Linked DNA regions of Mus musculus: region 1 is linked to region 2. Evidence: chromatin contacts called from public promoter capture Hi-C data. All regions are on one chromosome and are shown on one strand. Each heading gives the region's core, a stretch centred on a gene start, on an enhancer-like site or on the middle of the called end of the contact. The rest is flanking DNA. Distances are from core to core; before and after follow the strand shown. Region 1 holds the start of Tubb1 (tubulin, beta 1 class VI). Region 2 overlaps Gm46781 (a long non-coding RNA gene).

Evidence for each region. Promoter capture Hi-C pulls out the DNA fragments that hold promoters and counts their contacts.
Region 1: a promoter capture Hi-C map of the HPC-7 cell line shows a contact between it and region 2, with 2.9 times the contacts expected there. The contact joins the promoter of Tubb1 here to the enhancer-like site in region 2. A contact is called at or near these places in 16 of 39 promoter capture datasets (the 3T3-L1 cell line, the C10 cell line, the HPC-7 cell line and 11 more), 4 of 484 Hi-C or Micro-C datasets (Th2 cells, hematopoietic stem and progenitor cells, pre-pro-B cells and 1 more), 1 of 115 datasets of contacts at active chromatin or transcription factors (memory CD8 T cells) and 1 of 9 other capture datasets (liver).

The regions. Positions count from the first base shown.
Region 1 is chr2:174,449,243-174,451,942 of GRCm38.p6, reverse strand. Tubb1 (tubulin, beta 1 class VI) reads right to left here and starts at 1,348. Exons shown (of 4, transcript NM_001080971.2): 1 at 1,142-1,348. The coding sequence starts at 1,198.
Region 2 is chr2:174,601,148-174,603,981 of GRCm38.p6, reverse strand. It overlaps Gm46781 (a long non-coding RNA gene), which reads left to right. Exons shown (of 2, transcript XR_003953979.1): 2 at 709-1,170. It also overlaps a transcript of Zfp831 not described here. Among named protein-coding and RNA genes, the nearest start is that of Gm46781, 4.4 kb to the left of the region's middle. Within about 2 kb of position 1,506, at least 105 of the 459 cell types and tissues checked have an H3K27ac peak or open chromatin away from gene starts, as enhancers often do. A contact at or near this core is called in the HPC-7 cell line, Th2 cells, hematopoietic stem and progenitor cells and 4 more, where this site is marked.

The DNA.
Region 1 (2,700 bases), core at 99-2,598, 150 kb after region 2:
TGAACTGACCATGGCACTCACTAACTCACAGAATCTGTACTGGCTCAAGCCAAGGTTCATCAGTACTCCCACAGGCAGCACTGAGAGGACTCGGTGGGTTATAAAAATGTTTGTGTGTATGTGTGTGTGTGTGTGTGTGTGCGCGAGAGAGAGAGAGGGGGGGGAGGGGGAGGGGGAGGGAGGGAGAGGGAGAGGGAGAGGGAGAGGGAGAGGGAGAGGGAGAGGGAGAGGGAGAGGGAGAGGGAGGGAGGAGGAAGAGGAGAGCAATGTATTAGAGAGTGTCCAGGGAAAGCGGTGAGAGGTAAGTAGTATGGGTGAATATAATCAATATAAGCATGGATAAAATTGCCAAAGAATACGTTTTTAAAGGAACATTTGGGAGTGAAGACAATACAGTGATGTAGTATTAAAAGAAAACAAACAAACAAACAACAAGAAAACAACCTTCCAGTAAGGCTGGCAAGATGGCTCAGCACGGTGACGGAGCTTGCCACTAAGCTTAATGACTGAGTCCAATCCTCTATAACAGAAGGAGAGAGCTAGCTCCAGCAGGCTGTGCACTGAGCATCATATGTACACAGCCTGCACCACCCTCCCAAATAAGTAATTCAAATGAAGAAAAACATTTTAAAGCCCTGCTTTTCAGGTGGTTCACAAGGTAAAGAAGCGGTCAAACCTAATGAGCTGGGTTGGATCTCAGGGAGCCACAGTGGAAGGGAAGAGTCAAGTGGCAAAACTGTCCTCTGACTTCCAAATGCATGCTGGGACACCATACCTGTATACACACACACACACACACACACACACTGCCACCGCCACCGCCACCACCACCACCACCACCACAAATATAGTCACACACATAATTATAATAAACACAATTTAAATTAAGAAAATTTCCCAAAAAGCTTCAGAAAACTCTTGAAACAAATTACTAGTTTTAGATGTGGAAAGCTCATCTCTAAACCACTAAAAGCAACATGGCTCCTGTACCTATTTGCATGTCTAATTACAGGCAAAATTAACATTAATTAACACTCTAACTCTAATGGTTTTGCTAAAAGACTTTCTCTAATAAGCCATCCATTTAGCAAGTATTTGCGAGCCGCCTGCCTCTCAGCTGCTTTGCTCTGCTCTGCCTTACCTTGGCTCCGATCTGGTTGCCACACTGGCCAATCTGGATGTGCACGATCTCTCTCATCCTAGCCTTGAACCCAAGAGTCAGTTAGGTCGCAGAGTCTGGAAGAGCCTGGGTCACCAGTGTGAGCTGGGTGCAGTTTCATGGTCTTGGTGGGACCAGCCCACCCAACTGCTCTCCCAATTGGCCCAGGGGTGTGTCTGGCTGAGGGCCCCACCCCAGGCCTTCCCTGCTTTCCTCAGTCAGGGTAAGAGGGGTGTTTCTCTCTCCTGCGCTGTGCTCAGTCATTTCCTAGATATGAGTTCAGCTGAGGCTTCCTCTATGTGGCAGGAACCCAGAGCTGGCCCCTCTCACAGACCTGCTCTCAACAGCCTCTGGGCTACGATGGTATCACTGACATCCATGAGTTTGGGGTGACATCCACGAATTATGGGTGACATCCATGGGTCATGGCTGAATGAAGCGGCTGGAACATACCCCAAAAGGGTATCCAAGTCACCATGTTGCCTATCCATGGCTTGCCTTGCTGTCTTCAGCCACCTTGCCAATTTGGGAGCCAGCCTCAGGCCTCGGGAACGTGGCTGGACAGTTTTCCTTCTTAAATTGCAAACTTTAATAGTAAAAACAAGTGCTAGCCTGGCCAGACGGTTCACCAGGTAAAGGCACCTGCCACCAAACCCAATGATCTGAGTCTAGTCCCTGAAACCCACACAGTGGAAAGAACTGACTCCCCCGAGGTCTTCTGATCTCCACACATGTGCTGTGAGGCGCACACACACACACACACACACACACACACACACACACACACACACAGATACAGACACACACACACAGATACACACACACACACACTAAAATAAAATAAAATAAAATAAAAATTAAAAATAGCTGTTGGCATTTCATCTAGGCTCTGCCCCACAGTTACCTGGCAACAGCCAGGTGTGCCTGACTCACTGTAAAGGGGCTGCTTGACCCCTCCCCTCTCTCTTTCTTTCTTCTACTTTTGCTCTTGCCCCTTACCCTCTTCCCTCTCTCTCCCCCACACACATGCTCATGGCCAGCCTCTACTCCTCTCTCCCTCTCTCTTCCTCTCTCTCTGTCTCTCTCTCTTTGTCTCTCTCCCTGTCTCAGTCTCTGCTACCCCCTCAACTCCCCTCCCATGCCCTAAATAAACTCTATTCTATACTATACCATATGTGGCTGATACCTCAGGGAAAAGGGATGCCTCAGTATGGGCCTGCAGAGGCACTCCTTCCCCCACCCCATACTGCACCTCCACCAAACATATTCCTTCCTTCCTTCCTTTTTTTTTTTAATGCAACACAACAATAGCTAGTACTTATAATGGTAAAATAGTCATAAAATAAAGCTTTCTTTTAAACCTGACCAAAGCCAAGAAGTGACACAAATGTCTTGAGCACTCAAGAAATTGCTATTTCATGGCCGAGAGGAGGCTCAGTGGCTAAGGGTGAGTGTGAGCGCTGTCCCTGGTGAGGACCAGTTTGGTTCGAAGCACTCAGGTCAGGCAGCTCACAAACAACTGTAACTCTAGTTCCAGGGAA
Region 2 (2,834 bases), core at 257-2,756:
TCTTTCTGTGGGGAGTCCATACCGGGATGCAGCATGGCTTACTCTTCTGCTCCTGGTAAGATACCTGGCCAACATGGAGCAGCTGTGGACTTGTTCTCTGCTTACTTTGCCATTAAGTGTGGTCAAGTGACTCTACCTACCCACTGAATTTCCTCAGGGCAACACAAACCCCAGGCCTGGATAATTAAGTACACAGCATTAGCCGCAGGGCCAGGTATAGCATCAATGCTAATTGTAGTATTGTTGAGAAAAGGATTATCCTCCAAGGACTCTCTCTGGTCCTAGGGCATCTCAGTAGACACAGTCCCAAGGGGATGCTTCCTTCTCTCCATAGAGCAACACCAAAGCTTTGGAGGAGGTTATCTGAGGAGACAGGAGCCCTGTGGCTTGCTGGGAATACACAGATCAAGGTGGCAGGTCACGCACACATCACCACGCCCCATAGCCTCATGTATCCACCTCCACACCAGCCCCCTCACATCCACATCCGAGAAGAGAGAACACGAGAACTCGGGTGTGCACTCACCCCAGCCCACGTGCGCTGGGAACACAAGGGGCTATCAACCTGTTACCCTTGCCCCTGTTAGAAGCCCATGGGCAATGGGGGACTGCTCATGGATCTCCCACCTAGGTGAGCCTGCCAGGAGGGCCAAGTGTATTTGCATATAATTTGCATGTGTTGACACAACCCTTCCCATCTCTGCACAGAGCTTTCCCAAGCTAACCTGTTATTACTGCCTCTCTGAAGTTGGCGCCGCCGCTCGCCCACCCACTGCCAGTGAGTACTACGCATGGAGACGGTCTAGGAGCTGGCAGATCAGATCAGATCACTTCAGCAACTCGCACAGCCTCACAGCCTCAGTTTCTCCTCTGGACAATGCATACCAAGACAGCTCTGTACAAAAACTCCCGATGTAAAATGTCCAGAGTGAAGTATTGCTTGCATGGAGGGAGCTCTTGATTTGCAGCACAGGGCTCAGAACGGCCTCTGGGTGAAGAAGTCGGTTCCCTAGGCCTCAGTGACTAGTTGTCACAAACTCAAAACTACAGGACTCTTAGTTAAATTGATATTTCCTGGGAACAGTTGAGTAGTGTTTTAGGAAGAACTGCTTCTATACGACCTTCTTGTATCAAGACAATAGTCACTGTTTAATTGAAATTTAAAATTTAGCCGGGTGTCCTAGATTTTTATCTAAACGCCTTACCTGGGGCCGAGGCCAGGGGGCTCCTGTCATTACTAATATCCTGTTTTCTTACTGTTCTTACAAAGCTCTGGGGGACATGGTCTCTGTTTCCCAAATGTCCTGCTTCCTACTCTCGGATAGGAAGCAGGGGGGGCAGGAGGCTTCATGTGAGGTGAATTGAGAATTGTTGAGGGGGAGGGGAGGGAACACATGCTTCCTAATCTAGGTACAAAGCTAGTCTGTGCTCCCCTCTACTCTCTGTGAAGAGACTGGGCGGTTATCACTGTGAACGTGAGGCCCATGCTTCCTGTGGTGAAGAGCGCGAGTGTTTTCATCAACAGAACTGGTTTCTAGGGCCTCCTCACAGGATGTGAGGCCTGTGGCAGGTCACAGAGGAAGAGGCAAGCTGTGGCAGGGGCTACAGCTTGGGGCGGGAGGGCTGGTGGTGGAAGGGGGCTGCATGTGGGCCAGGCTGTGTCAGTCCAGGGGCTGGAGCAGGAATCCAGCCCCATGGTTATCTACAGAGAGCTCTCCGTCAGGCTGCATTCTGCTTTCCTTGATTCATATTCGGTATGATGCTAGACTTACTCCATTACAGTCTTTAAGTCTTTATCTAAGCTAGGCACCATGCAGGATGGGGCAGAGCTCAGCATCTGAGGTTAAGCCCCAGTTCTACTGGCTCCTCAGAGCCATGACTGAAGGAGCCAGGGATGGAAGTGTGGCTCAGTTGGTAGAGCGCTTGTCTAGCATGCATCAGGCCCTGGGTTTGTGATCTGCAGAGTGCATAGCACACCTGTCATCCCACCATCAGAAGGTGGCAGCAGGAAGATCAGACTGTCTAGGTCATTCTCAACTATGTAGCACGTTCCGGACCATCCTAGGCTACCTGAGAACCAGGAAAGACTAGAGAACGCCCGTCAAGCTTGCCTATGAGCCATGTGTGGTAACTAGGGAGAGCTCTGCATCTAAGGGCTTTGCCAGGACAAGCTTTTCACCCTGGGGAACAGGGACACTATTAGAAAACATGTGGCTCACCCAAGAGTGACAGTTTCCTTCGAGATTTGTGAAGAAGAGGAATTGTACGGTAAGACCAGAGGATAGATCATGGAGTGTATTGAGAGATAAAAATCCAAAACTTAAAACACAAGACTCCACATTCTTCCCATAAAGTAGCACTGGGCAGGCCCCACCCTTCGGGCAAGTTGCAAAGATGACGTAACACAAGGCATCACTTTTCCCTGCCCCCACCACCTTCATGAGACAGATCTTCCTTCTGGGAACATATGTTTCCACCATGTCTGCTTCCATGTGAATGGTTAAACCCTAAGCATCCACAGCAGCTGGGGCACTGAAGTAACCCCTTGGGCTCTCACAGGTTGCTAATGGCATGCTATGGTCAGACCTCCAACAGAGGCCAGGCACCTCGAAAAACCATTTTCCTCTTGGCTTCACCAAGATGTAACTGTGTACCTGTGGTTCAAGTATGGCTAGCCTAGAAGGGACCAGAGGATTTCATAACTAATGGAGACCTGTCCTTCGCATCTGTCCCTCATGAACAGTGTGCCCCGCCTATAGCATCCATCTAGCCCCCTTCTCCTAGGTCGAAGGTGCTTCAGAGGAGGACTGAAAGAAAGTGGCCAGGGAACTTGA